3 separate regions of the Mus musculus genome follow, and regions 1 and 3 are each linked to region 2. A link is a contact called in public promoter capture Hi-C data. All regions are on one chromosome and are shown on one strand. Each heading gives the region's core, a stretch centred on a gene start, on an enhancer-like site or on the middle of the called end of the contact. The rest is flanking DNA. Distances are from core to core; before and after follow the strand shown. Region 1 holds the start of Ptgr2 (prostaglandin reductase 2). Region 2 holds the start of Abcd4 (ATP-binding cassette, sub-family D (ALD), member 4). Region 3 holds the start of D030025P21Rik (RIKEN cDNA D030025P21 gene).

What was found. Promoter capture Hi-C pulls out the DNA fragments that hold promoters and counts their contacts. Capture Hi-C pulls out chosen DNA fragments and counts their contacts.
Region 1: a contact with region 2 is called in a promoter capture Hi-C map of macrophages, with 5 read pairs. The contact joins the promoter of Ptgr2 here to the promoter of Abcd4 in region 2. A contact is called at or near these places in 1 of 39 promoter capture datasets (macrophages), 2 of 484 Hi-C or Micro-C datasets (CD4 T cells and natural killer cells) and 1 of 115 datasets of contacts at active chromatin or transcription factors (bone marrow-derived macrophages).
Region 3: a promoter capture Hi-C map of adipose tissue shows a contact between it and region 2. The contact joins the promoter of D030025P21Rik here to the promoter of Abcd4 in region 2. A contact is called at or near these places in 7 of 39 promoter capture datasets (the C10 cell line, embryonic stem cells, hippocampal neurons and 3 more), 1 of 15 datasets of contacts at CTCF or cohesin (pro-B cells), 4 of 115 datasets of contacts at active chromatin or transcription factors (bone marrow-derived macrophages, cardiomyocytes, large pre-B cells and 1 more) and 2 of 9 other capture datasets (adipose tissue and liver).

Annotation. Positions count from the first base shown.
Region 1 is chr12:84,282,921-84,287,548 of GRCm38.p6, reverse strand. It overlaps Ptgr2 (prostaglandin reductase 2), which reads right to left and starts at 2,253. Exons shown (of 10, transcript NM_029880.3): 1 at 2,073-2,253.
Region 2 is chr12:84,615,316-84,620,017 of GRCm38.p6, reverse strand. Abcd4 (ATP-binding cassette, sub-family D (ALD), member 4) reads left to right here and starts at 2,552. Exons shown (of 19, transcript NM_008992.2): 1 at 2,552-2,735; 2 at 4,574-4,692. The coding sequence starts at 2,698.
Region 3 is chr12:84,873,044-84,877,286 of GRCm38.p6, reverse strand. It overlaps D030025P21Rik (RIKEN cDNA D030025P21 gene), which reads right to left and starts at 1,485. Exons shown (of 1, transcript NR_028577.1): 1 at 1-1,485. Ltbp2 (latent transforming growth factor beta binding protein 2) reads left to right here and starts at 796. Exons shown (of 36, transcript NM_001370743.1): 1 at 796-1,531. The coding sequence starts at 1,056.

The sequences.
Region 1 (4,628 bases), core at 1,004-3,503, 330 kb after region 2:
CTACAACTGTCAGACTGTCCTTGAGTGGTTATTACCTGTACTGTGATGGCTAAATCTTCAATCAAAGGACTGCTGCCCAACTGCCTGAGTTTCTTTTCCTATTGCTGTGATAAAATACCCTGACAGGAGCAACTGAAGGCAGAGGAGACAAGGGTTATTTTGGCTACAGTTTAAGGGCACAGTCGTCATGGAGAAGTCACTCTGGGTGCTTGAAGCAGTCACTCACACCACACCAACAGTCAAGAAAAAGAACAACGAGGCTGTCGAGATGGCTCAGTGGGTAAGAGTACCAACTGCTCTTCCAAAGGTCCTGAGTTCAATTCCCAGCAACCACATGGTGGATCACAACCACCTGTAATGAGTGCGTCTGAAGACGGCTTCAGTGCACTTATTTATAATAATAAATGAGCAGAGCCAACCAGAGTGAACAGAGGTCCTAAATTCAATTCCCAGCAACCACATGAAGGTTCACAACTACAGTGTACACATATACATAAAATAAATAAGTCTTTAGGGAAAAAAAAAAAACCAGAACAAGGAATGCTGGTGTTCAACTGGCTTTGTCGTTTTTATTCAGTCCAGGACCCAAACCTAAAAAATCGTCCTACTCAGCCTTGGGGTGAATCTTCCCACCTTAGTCATCTTAAAATGAAGCCAATCCCTCATGGGTACACCTTGAACTTGTCTATTCAGTGATTTCTGATCCCCCCAAGTTGACAGTCAGTGTTAGGCATCACACGGTGACAGTTATCTGTTCTCCATTTTCAGCATTCTGCCTTATTTCTCTAGATACACATAACAGAGCCAGTGTGATGCCTCCCACCTGTAATTCAGCACATGGGAGGTAGAAGAGAGAGGAATGAGTTCAAAGCCAGACTTAACTACATAACAAAATTCAAGGCCAGAATTCTGGGATATGAGAGACCTTGTCTCGAAAACAAACAAACAAACAAACAAACAAAATCAACCATGACTTACTCACAGGTTCTCCATCTAAAATAAAGATCACATTCAAGACCTGAAGGGCAGTGGGTTAGGAGGCATCATAATGGAGGCAGAGCTGAGTAGACCTCAGTAAACCCCATTTGCTGTTAAATTAAAGTGGGTTTCTAATTGATTCGACCATTCTAAAATACCACCAAAAGATCTGGTTCAATGACAGTCATTAAAAATACGCCTTAAGCATCTGTGTAGCAGACTATTGTAAGGAAAAGCTCACTGAACTCACAAGGGCAAAGGACATGTTCTGTTTCTAGCTGGGTGGGACCTCGGAGGGGTCATATAGTTTATTTCCTGAATGTTTCCAGGCATCCCAGAACTGGGTGAGTTGACATGCTCTAGCATGGTAGCGTCTTACATTTGTAATCCCAGTTATTGGGCAGATGGAATACAGACGGCAAATTCAAGGCCAGCCTGGGCAAATTAGTGAGAACCTGTCCCAAAATAAAAATGAAAAACAGTCTGGCAATATAGCCCAGTAGTAAAAACCTCTTGCCCAGCATGCATAGGGGAGGTGGAAGGCTGATCTTGGACTCAATTCCCAATACAGAAGAAAATAAATTATTAATCAGCTTGCTTAAATACAACTCCGTCCTCAAACACCACCGCCATGAAGTTGCAAACATGCTATCCTTTTCACAGACGCCATACAGGGGCTGAATAACTTGTCCAAGGTCGCACAACTTATCCCCAATATCTTTTAATAAAACACACTTCCTGTTTAGCCGTACTTTGTTCAACCATTCTGCCACAAAGGGCTCTGCTGACCTTCCCTGTGCTGTCTATGCCATCGTGTGCAAATGTCCACCTCAGAAAGCCAACCTTCCTCTATGGCTCCCACGACTAACCACTTTCACAGAAATTACTAGTAATCTCACATTTTCAAGCCGACTTCCTGGATCCTCAGCACCAAGAGGATCAAAACCTCTTGGTGCTGAGGTTTTTCAACATGACATAAGTATACCCCTATGCGTGGCACACAGTAGGCGCTCAATAGATGTTCAAATCTGAAGCACCTCAAACACAGTCGCGCCCAAACTTCACCCTCGGAATTCTTACAAAACGGAGAGCACCTGTTACGGGGCATTCCCTAGTCTAGCGTCCCAAGCTATACCGCCGGTGTCGCCCGGAGCTCGAGGAGGACGCCCACAGGTCACCCTGGCTCGGCACTTCCTCCTTTTCTGCGGGCTTAATCCAGCTTCCGGTGCAGCGATACAGTGGCCCCCCTGCGTGTCTGTCAGTTTGAGATCTCGCGGGATTTGATGAACAGCGAAGGGTCAGCTGGCGGCACGACCTTAGCCCTAGGACCACACTGCGCAAGCGCAGGACTAAGCCGGCCTCCTTGCCCTCTCGTCTCCTAGGGCCGGGGTTTTGAAGTTCATACGCGATCCTTTGGTCCCCAAGGTTGGTGAGAATCACAGGATACGTTGCTAGTCTAGGCAAGGAGTATCCATAAGTTAACCTCATTAGGGCTCCGTGGCCGACCCCGCCTCCAGGACCAAGAGAGCAAATTAACTAATGACTTCAGATCAAGTCCCCTGTGTCCTCTTGTGCCCCCAGAGGTTGAACCCGCGTCCTGGCACGGTCTAGGCAGACGCCCTGACAGCCAGCCCCAGCCTCTGGAAGAAACTTGATTCATGTTAGATTCACTGAGTCTTAGGTTGGGGAATCACAGTGAGAAATAGCATCAAGTCTAACCCTTGTTTTGTAGGTGAACAAGCTGAGATCTAGAGGACTAAAGCAGCGGTTCTCAACCTTCCTAATGCTGTGACCCTCGTGCGTGGTGACCCCCCCAACCATAAAATTATTTTCATTGCTACTTCATAATTGTTATTTTGCTATTGTTTCGACCCGTAATGGAAATGTTTTCCGATGGTCTAAGGGGACCCCAAGAAGCTAGAAACTCATGGTTTGAGAACCACTTGACTAGTCACTATCGGGTGTGGTTTGTTTCTAGAATAACTTGGGATCTCCAGGAACTGCAAACCCTAACGGACTTAATCAAGCGGCTGTAGGAATCGCCCTTAGCACTGTATTCCAGCAAGGGCTAATCGCGGAGCTCTAACTCTGGTATAAAGAGTAGCTGAAAAATACCAGTACCGCCGGCAAATGGGCAGCCATCAGATGGACTGGAGGCCCGGGTAACAGAACATCTGAACATTTTCACTTCGTTTGGAAAACTTGAAGAATGGGGTAGGAGACTGTTACCACATTCCAAATAACTTTCCAGCAGGATCTGATCTCTTGGTGGTCAGCTGAGTGAACCAGAGAAAGAGGAAACGCTCAAAAACAATAAAAGTGATAGCAGAAAACAGAGGGAGACTATAGATTACATCTAAAACTCAAAGAGAAGAAACTTAGTTTGGGCCCTTTTTGATGTGAAGTCCCCTTTTCTCCAGGTCTCAGATGTTCAAAAACTGCATGGAGGAGTTCAGGTTTATTTATTTTCCTCCCTTCTGAATTTTCTCTTCACACTAAGGGTTACAGTCGTTTGTATGACTTGAGTTGTACCATGTATCATATGGGTATTTTTTTCCTGATATGGTTTTATTTTTATTTTTTGTGGTGTGGTGTGGTGCGGTTTGGTTTGCATCACGGTGCCGCTACATAGGCCTGGGTATCCTGGACCTCACTCTGTAGGCCAGGCTGGCCTAGACTCAAAGAGATCCACCTGCCTCTCCCTTCTGAGTGCCTGGACTGAAGGTGCCAGCACTGGCTTTGGTTTTTATTTTCAAGGTTGCGGCCACTGCCATTTTACTAATGTGGAAATGGAGATTAATCACTCAAGCGCCAAGATGAAGGAACTAAACGTAAAGGAACAAGTCCCCAAATGAGAGCAAATACGTCCTTCTGTTTCTGCCTTTGCTGTGAGTTCAGGATCCCCTTCTCTTCCTTCTCTGCAGCTTTGCGTTGTCTCTCATCCTTTAACCGGTGCCAGAGATAAATGTTTTCCAGACTTAACTTGAGGGAGGTGCCAACCTTTCTCCCCCCAACCTAATGCAAACAAACTGTGGCACAGTCTGCGTCCCTCGCCCCAACATTCCTACTAAATATAAGCATTTAATCTGATAGGTTTATGTAATCGTTTGCTAAATGACCTTTTAAACTACAATGACTCCATTTGAATTCCTGTGAAGTCATCTCTTTCAGATTGCAAATTACTCAGGAGGAAGAATTAAAGTATGTCTAGCCTTCTTACTACATAGCCACTCCACGCAACAGAGATAATTTGGTGCTAAACAAATACATTTTCATGGAAGTGATAACTGTTCATAATGCCAAACCCAAACATAGATTCTAAAGAAATAACACACACGGGAGGTAAAAACCATACCTGCCTGCCTCTGCCTCTGCCTCTGCCTCTGCCTCTGCCTCTGCCTCTGCCTCTGCCTCTGCCTCTGCCTCTGCCTCTGCCTCTGCCTCTGCCTCTGCCTCTGCCTCTGCCTCTGCCTCTGCCTCTGCCTCTGCCTCTGCCTCTGCCTCTGCCTCTGCCTCTGCCTCTGCCTCTGCCTCTGCCTCTGCCTCTGCCTCTGCCTCTGCCTCTGCCTCTGCCTCTGCCTCTGCCTCTGCCTCTGCCTCTGCCTCTGCCTCTGCCTCTGCCTCTGCCTCTGCCTCTGCCTCTGCCTCTG
Region 2 (4,702 bases), core at 1,303-3,802:
TCCTGAGTGATTTCTACCATGAAGGCTGCAACTTTCAATTGTGTTTGTGTGTCCGTGTCTGGTAGGCAGTTCCTGGGTGTGCTATGTGTGGAGTGTATACACTAGCCAGTGTAGGTATACGTGGAGGCTCAAGCAGATGTCTTTCCTCTGCTGTTCCTTTCTTTTATTTGATTTATTATCATGTGTGTCTAGGTGTCTTACCTGCATGTATGTCTGTGTACCATATTTGCGAAGTGCCTATCCAGGCCAAAGAAGCCCTCAATACCCCTGAAACTGGAGTTATAGAGACAGTGATGAGCTTTCTTTAAGGTACTGGGTACCAAACCTAGGCCTCTGGAAGCCAATGTTCCTAACTGTTGAGCCATCTCTCCATCATGCTTTAAGTGATGTTTAATTTTCGATGTTTGTGTCTTGATGTATCTGGCTGGTGTTTGTTTGCTTGCTTGCTTAAAAATCAAATCTTAGAAAATCGTACCCTGAAGTATTAAGCTCTTCCCCCTGCAGAAATCTCGGTTACCATCCTCTCAGAGTTTTTTCTGGACCTTCTGTTTCTGTGTCCTAAGTTGGCTGTCCCTCTCTATCATTCCGAAACATTGTTTTCCATTCTGGGGAGCAGAGTGAGGGTAGAATTTTGGTCCTTCCTTCTGCTAAGGGATATTTGACAGCATGGTTTTATTGGCTGGGTTAAGGACAGCTGCTCTGCTGGCATCTTCCAGCTGCTCAGTCCTGAGACATTGCTCAGTCTCCTACAACTCACCCTACAAAGGCCAGGCCCAACAGGCGCAACAGTCATTAGTGTTGAAGTTGGGGAAGCCTATTTGCTTTGTTTGTTTGGTATCTTTGTCATGGACACGAAGCTTTGTAAAGATAACTGAGCTTGCCACTAAGCAAGTCTAAAAGGCTCTGAAAACAACTGGTAATTGTTACTTTGTTGACTTGTTGAGTGTTTGTTCCAGAGTTGACCTTAAGGATCAAGAGCTAGGAAGATACATTTAGATGCAAATGTGAAATGCCATTATTGTTTCCTTGAATCTCTCATTGGGCACTTTAGTCAGTCTATAAGCATTTCATACATTTCTCGTTTAAGGATCGCAGCACTTGGAGGCAGAGGCAGGTGGATCTCTGAGATCCTGGCTAGCCTGGTGTAGAGAGCGAGTTTCAGGACAGCCAGGGCTACACAGTGGAACACTGTTTCGGGAAGAAAAAACAAAAACAAAAACAGAATAAACCAAAAGAACCAAAACAGCTGCAATCTAAACCAAACCAAACCAGAAACCCACTATAAATCAGTAGTGTTGAAAACTGCAAATGTAAAGTGAGGATCCTCTACCCTTTTTTTTTTTTTTTCCCCTTGAGGCAGGTCTCCTGTTGTCCAGGCTAATCATGAACTCAGCGCTTTCTATGTATCTGAGGCATATCTGGAACTCTTGATCCTCCTGCTCTACTGCCTCAGGTCCAGAATTACAGGGTTGAGCTGCCATATATGTCTGGAAAACTGATTTATATGTTTATTTCTGTAGTGCTGGGGCCTTATGTATGACACGCAAGTCGTTTACCACTAAGTCACATCTACCCGACTTAAATGATCATGCTGGGGCTGGTGAGATGGCTCAGTGGGTAAGAGTACCCGACTGCTTTTCCAAAGGTCCAGAGTTCAAATCCCAGCAACCACATGGTGGCTCACAACCATCCGTAACTAGATCTGACGCCCTCTTCTGGTGTGTCTGAAGACAGCTACAGTGTACTTACATATAATAAATACATCTTTAAAAAAAAAAAAAGTCACGCTGGCCAGGCATGATGGCGCATGCCTTTAATCCCAGCACTTGGGAGACAGAGGCAGGCGGATTTCTGAGTTCGAGGCCAGCCTGGTCTACAAAGTGAGTTCCAGGACAGCCAAGGCTACACAGAGAAACCCCGTTTCGAAAAACAAACAAAAAACAAACAAACAAAATCACGCTGGGGAGAGATGGGACGTCCTGGAGAGATGGCTCTGTGGTTACAAGCACTGGCTGCTCTTTCAGAAGCCCTGGGTCTGTAACTAGAGTTCCAGGGACTCCAATGCCCTCTTCTGGACTCTGCAGGCACCAGGCACTCACGTGGTACTCATACATGCAGGCAAAACATTCCTATACATAAAATACATTTTCAAGAAAATCTTGTAAATCGTGCTGGGACCAGGGAGCCAGCTCACCCGATGAAGGCTTTTCTCGCCAATCCTGACAACCTGAGTTGGCTCCTCGGGAGCCCTCATGATGGAAGGAGAAAATTGACTCCTCAAAGTTGTTCTCTGACACTTACGCCCTGGTTCACAGTTCGCGTGAACACACACATAGCTCACTAAATAAATATGTATTTTTTAAATTAATTAATTTTTTAAAAAACAGATCACGCTGTCTTCTCTGGGAGAAAGTTACACTCGGAACTACCAGTTGGCAAAAGAAACCTCCCAGCCCCACAGGGGACGCTCTGGCCACCCGGCCAGCTCTATAACCTCTTGCTACTCTCTTGTTCTTCAGGAAAGGCTGCGCTTCCGGGAACGGCCACAGCGCCGGAGCCGTCTTCTCTATCTAGCGCGTCTCTGTGGTCGCCAGAGTCCCACCCCTTTCCTCCTAGGGCGGGGCCCCGAGCTCTGAGGACTCTGCCCGGGGAGGACACCGGGCTTGCTCGGTCGCCTCGTCGCTTGCATCCCGGGTCATGGCGGTCCCGGGACCCACGGCCCGAGCTGGTGCCAGGTGAGCAGGGCTAGTGAGGACGGCCGGGTTGTCAGGGACGCACTGCCTGGGCAGTGGGGAAGGGGCTGCTCCCCTGCGGGTCCTTCCTTGCAACTTTCCTTCAGTTTGGGCTATTTGGAACCCTGGCTGCACAGAATGGAGTTGACGCTGCCTCACTCTAGGTACTGCGGACCCCCCTCTTTTGGCATCTTCCTCCCTTAGTTTTCGTTCTCAATTCCGATCTGCTCTTGGCACACCCTCCTTTGCATTAATTTTTTTCAGACCCTCTTACTTAAATTATCCTGTTACCTTAAAATATATGTTGACTTTGGATTCATGAATCATGTTGTGATTTTTTAAAAGAGAGAAGTTTTTAAACTGAGCATTGGGTTTTTTAGGTCATCCATGCTATATGACTTTTCACTCCTGAATGGTGCTCAGCGTCACCCTGGATAGATTCTATTTCCCTAGTAAAGGATGCCTGGATTACTTCCAGTATTTCAAGCACCACAAAGTACACCGTAATGAATATCCTGGCAATTGTCTCTTGATAGATAGATACTGATGGTTTCTCTTTAAGTTATCCACCTCAGGATAGAATGCTGAGCCATACTTAATTCTATAATGTTTTGGGGTGGTCGCGTCCAATTTATAGTTCCTGACAGCAATATATAAAGGTTCTAGTGTCCCTTATAACCATCCCCATATTTGGTATTGTTTAGTTTATTTTTCCTAATATGTATCTAAATGATGTATGTAAGATGGTATTTTTTAAAGGTTTATTTATTTATAATATGTAAGTACACTGTAGCTGTCTTCAGACACCTCAGAAAAGGGCAGATATCATTACCGAATGGTTATGAGCCACCATGTGGTTGCTGGGATTTGAACTCAGGACCTTCAGAAGAACAGTCAGTGCTCTTAACTGCTGAGTCATCCCTCCAGCCCTGTAAGATGGTATCCTATTGTAATAACTTTATTTTTATTTTATTGGGGGGGGGCGCATGCACATGCACGTGTGATATGTGTGCCATGACACAGGAATGGAGATCAGGGAACAGGTTTTGGAGTTGGTTTTTTCCGCAGTGGGATCTGGGGCTGGAATTCAGATCTTGGCGACAAACACTTGGACCTTTTGCTGGCTGAGCCATCTTGTCAACTACACTGTGCTAACTTAGTACATTTATTAGGCTCGTGGATTGTCCCTTTCATAGACTGCCTGCTTATATCCTCTCCTCACTTTCCTATGAAATATCCTGATGTGCTGGGTACATCACGTGTTGGCGCACGCCTTTAAGTCCAACACATGGGAGGCAGATGGCAGTCAGATCTCTGTGAGTCTGAGGCCAGCCTGGTCTACAGAGCAAGTTCCAGGACAGTCAAGGCTACACAGAGACACTGTGTCTTAAAAGACCAAGAAAGAAAGAAACACCTTGACATGCGGAGATTCCTTGCATGTTCCAGCTTGTAACTCCTTATCAATTTCATTCTGCAAATACCTTCTCTCATCTCACCAAAGTCTGTGGTACTGTGTTAAATAAAATACGTAAGTCTAAATCAAGCCCACCAGTTTTACCCTGTATAGTTTGTAGGTTTGGGGTCTTATTTGAGAAATGTCTTCCTACTTTATTCATCATTATTAAGGTATCTTCACTAATTTATTTATTTATTTATTTTTTTACATTTGCTTCTGGTAGGTTAGTAATATACTTTTTCCCACAAGCATTCTGTATTCTACCATCTTCAGCATTCATAAGTCTTTTGTTTGTGTGTGCAAAGCCTGGACCCTATGAATAATAGTAAGGCTAAGCTCACTACCTTCTGTAAGGCTCAGCTATCCTCTGTCCTGACTTCTGCAGGCCCAGATTAGATCTGCAACTTGTCCAGAGGTTCGTGAGGATACAGAAGGTTTTCTTTCCTTCTTGGTCATCACAGAATGTCTTAATGTTCATGACGCTCTTGTGCGTGACCCTCCTGGGTGAGTGAAT
Region 3 (4,243 bases), core at 236-2,735, 260 kb before region 2:
AATGAGGGGCGGTGGTAGGAGTTCAAAGAGTGGACTGTGGGCCAGAGGCCACTAGCCTGGGTTTTATTTCCATCTTTAGCAATACTCTCCTTTAGTCACCTTATTCAAGAGGCTCCATGCCTACCTTTGTAAAAAGAGAACAACTCTTCCAGCGGGCATCCACCATCACCATAGGCCCAGGTCAAGGCTTGGCGCCACAGGAAGCAGATTAAGATCTAGGCTCTAAGCAGGTTGGCAGAGTGTGTCGCTACAAAACACGGTGGCCAAGGGTGTGACCAGCTCCACCAGGGGGCGCGCGCCCCAAGTTGCCCTTCCCCATAGGCAACCGGCTCTTGGGAGCTGCCCCAGGGACACCTGCATTCTCGCCTAGCGCCCCCAGCGGTCAGAGGTGGAAGCAACGAGACCAGGCGCGCATGCCTCGGGCTCGGTCCCCATTACTCCGGTCTGGGTACCTTCCCCAGCTTCCTTCAGGCCCGAGAAGCAGTTCATCTGGGTCCGTGAGGTCAGGAACAGAAAATACATCCAGGACAGGTGGACAACTTGAGTTTGCCCAGGACAGGAAAAAGGCAGCTCAGGTGCGCTGGTCCAGGCAGACGCCATCTGTCTTTCCAGTCCCCGGGTCTGCCCTGTCGCCCGCAGCTCCTCACGGGTTAATCCCCTCGCCGCCCGCTCGCTTCTCGGTGCCAAAGAGGGTGTTGCTGGAATTCTTGTCTCCCGTAATAAGGGGGCCGAGCTGTCCCTCCAAGGAGGGGGGCATGGCGTGGATAAAAGAGGCGAAAAAGCAGGGGGCGGTTTCCAAAAATAAAACCCTTCGGTTCCCCTTCAGACGGCGGCAGTGCGGGAGCGAAGGTGCGGCAGGCTCGGGCTCGGTGCGCAGCCCGGGCAGCTCACGCCATACAGCCCTTACCTAGGAACCCCTGGACCCCCAAACGGCTGTTTCAGAGGTCCCCTAGACGGGAAGGGGCAAGTCGCCAGGCGGGTCTGTGGAGCGAACGATGGAAAGCACCTCCCCGCGAGGTCTCCGGTGCCCACAGCTCTGCAGCCACTCTGGCGCCATGAGAGCGCCGACCACCGCTCGCTGCTCCGGATGCATCCGACGGGTGCGTTGGAGGGGCTTCCTGCCACTTGTCCTGGCTGTCTTGATGGGGACAAGTCATGCCCAACGGGATTCCATAGGGAGATACGAACCAGCTAGCAGGGATGCGAATCGGTTGTGGCACCCCGTGGGCAGCCACCCCGCAGCGGCTGCAGCCAAGGTGTACAGTCTGTTCCGAGAGCCTGACGCGCCGGTCCCCGGCTTGTCGCCCTCTGAGTGGAACCAGCCGGCCCAGGGGAACCCTGGGAGGCTCGCAGAGGCCGAGGCCAGGAGGCCACCCCGAACCCAGCAGCTGCGTCGAGTCCAGCCACCTGTCCAGACTCGGAGAAGCCATCCCCGGGGCCAGCAGCAGATAGCAGCCAGGGCTGCACCTTCTGTCGCGCGCCTGGAAACCCCTCAGCGACCCGCGGCTGCACGGCGAGGGCGGCTCACCGGGTGAGCACTGAAGAGGGGATAGGGCTGGGGGCGGGGTGGAGCAAAGGGATGCGGGTATCCCGGACAGTTACGCCTTCAGTGGAGTGCGGGTCCTGTCCCTTTGTCCTCAGTAACTACTAGAGAAACCGCTCCGAGGTTCCGAAACCGGGGCTCGGACCAGCTTTCAAAAAGTTATTTTGGGGAAAATAAATCTACTATCTGTTCCCTTGGACACCAGTTCTCCCAGAACCCCGACGTTAAGCTCGTGTGCGTTTCTCACTCATTCTGTGCTGGGCTAACGAGCTGCAGTGGCTGGGTGGGCGCTCTGGGTTCTTGAGGCCCAGAGAAGGATAAACTGGCTCCGGGCGCCAGTAGGTGGAGGATCTGGGCGGGGGGGGGGGGGGGGGAGTGGGGACATCAGGGCGCGAAGACAGACGCATCTCCAGGAACGGGCTGACAGCGAAGCAGGCGCGCCAAGACAAGTGTATAGTCCGGGCTCAGGTCTGCTGGGACACGCAGAGGACTTAGGCAAGGGTTTAGGAGCTCTGTGAAAGAGAAGGCTGCCCTGACCTGTGCGAGGGACTGGGTCTGTGTTCCAGGAAGTCTAGATGTCAGCGTTGTTTGCACATTTTGAAAAGCCACGCCTCGCTCCAACTCTTCAACTTATTATTTTGCACCACTCGCTGCGGGTTCTGGACTCTGTTATCACAGGAGGTCCCCTCCCCGCCCCAACAACGCCTTGCCCAGGATTTAATGAGTTGGGGACCTCTCCTGAGTACCCAGGTGTCTCTGGAGTGAAGGCACAGGAGCCTGGCAATGCCAGACTGGGCAAGGTGCAATTGATTAGTCTAGGAGGGGCTTTGGCAGCCCTTGGCCTGAGCCTGGTTTATCTGTCCGTTGTAGTTCCAGGTAGCATTCCCGTTGCTTGTACGCCTAGTCCCACTACAGAGGATCTTCTGCCTCCTGCTCTGCACACATACTCTTCTCTTGCCTGCAACGGTCTTCTGTATCTTAGCAAAGTTCACCGTGTCTCATCCCTTCTGTGCCCTCATCCAGCTTTATGCTTTCTTATAGCATTTATTCCCCCCTCACGTATTTCTATTTCTATGTATGTGTTCAAACTTATACAAGTTCTGCTTAAGCAGGGTTTTGTTAGCTTTCATGTTCCCAGCAGATCAGTGCCTGCACGTAGCTGGCCCTCTCTGCGTCTAAATGAATTCCCTACTAACCTTTGGAGGCCTAGCCTAAAGTCTGCAGGGCATAGAGCTGAGTGCTGCCAAGTGGCTCCAGCGTAAGACCATTCAAGGAGAGTTAGCAGGACACCTGCCCCGTTTCAGCTTTCCCCTCTATTCTGACTTGTGCAGGCAACTGCATGATTACATGTGCTGAGCATGGGAGAGGGCTCGGGGACCCACAGAATACAAAACCTGCTGGAGGGCAAGCCAATGTCTTAAAATCAAGTTGGAGGCACGAGCAGTATGTGCTGGTGAATGTGTTTCTAAAAGCACAGGACAATTCTGTCAAGGGCAATGGAGCAGTACAATATAGTGAAGATGGTCAGGGAAGAGACACTGACCTGGGGCCCTAGAGCATAGACGAGGAAGGAGAGGGCCAGAGTGGCACATCTGGAGATGAGGCTGCCATGCAGGCTTAACTCAGAACTAGGGCTTTTCACCATAAGCTTTTGCCCCTGGTATAGGGGAGCCGGGGGCTGAGGCTGAGATGAAGTCTGGCTGTCATAGGGAGGGGATGGTTATGCTGCAGGCTTGTGTGTGCTTGTGTGTGTGTGTGTGTGTGTGTGTGTGTGTGTGTGTGTGTGTGTGCGCGCGCATGCATGCGCATTGCAAGGTGCTGTTAGAAGTCAGAAAGTGAAGCAAAGCAGACTGTCACTAGGACAAAGCTGACAGCAATGACCAGGTGTGAAGTTATGGGCACCTGCTAGATACACAGATGTATACCTGTGCTGGAGTTGGAGCCTCAGTTTTGTCTCCTGAAGCTTTGGTAGATAGATGTTGAGTTCTTCTGTCATCCCATTCATCTCTTGGGAAGGGGTCCCAAGACAAAATTATTCCTTAACTTCCTCAATCCAGGTCGATTCTGGCCGTCGTGTGCAGGTCAGATCTAGGGATCAAGTGCCATCTGCTGGTAGAATGTAGAACTACAGTTGCTAATTGAGGTTTTTTTTTGTTTTTGGTTTTGGTTTGAGTTTTTTTTTTGGTTTTGTGTGTGTGTGTGTGTGTGTGTGTGTGTGTGTGTGTGTTGTTCTGTTCTGTTTTGTGGAACCCCTTTAATATGCACTATTATGAAAACCCTGGGAATATAGCAGTAGATAAAATAGACAAACTGCCAGGTGGTGGTGATGCACGCCTTTAATCTCAGCATTCTGAAGGCAGAGGCAGGCAGATCTCTGAGTTTTAGAGTAGTCTGGTCTACAGAGCCAGTTCTATGATACCGAGAGCTACACAGAGAAACCCTGTCTGGAAAAACAAAAACAGTAACAGCAACAAAACCAAAAGAAAGAGAGAAAGAGAGAAAGAAAGAGAGAAAGAGAGAGAGAAAGAGAGAAAGAAAGAAGAGAGAAAGAAAGAAAGAAAGAAAGAAGGAAGGAAAGAGACACAAAAATCTTTTCCTTATGGAATTGTTAATGTACTGGAGATGAAAAAAAATACATGTGTCAGACATTGTGCTAAATGTCTGAGGGGCAGTCGTGAGCCGTGTAGCTGTGTACTACAA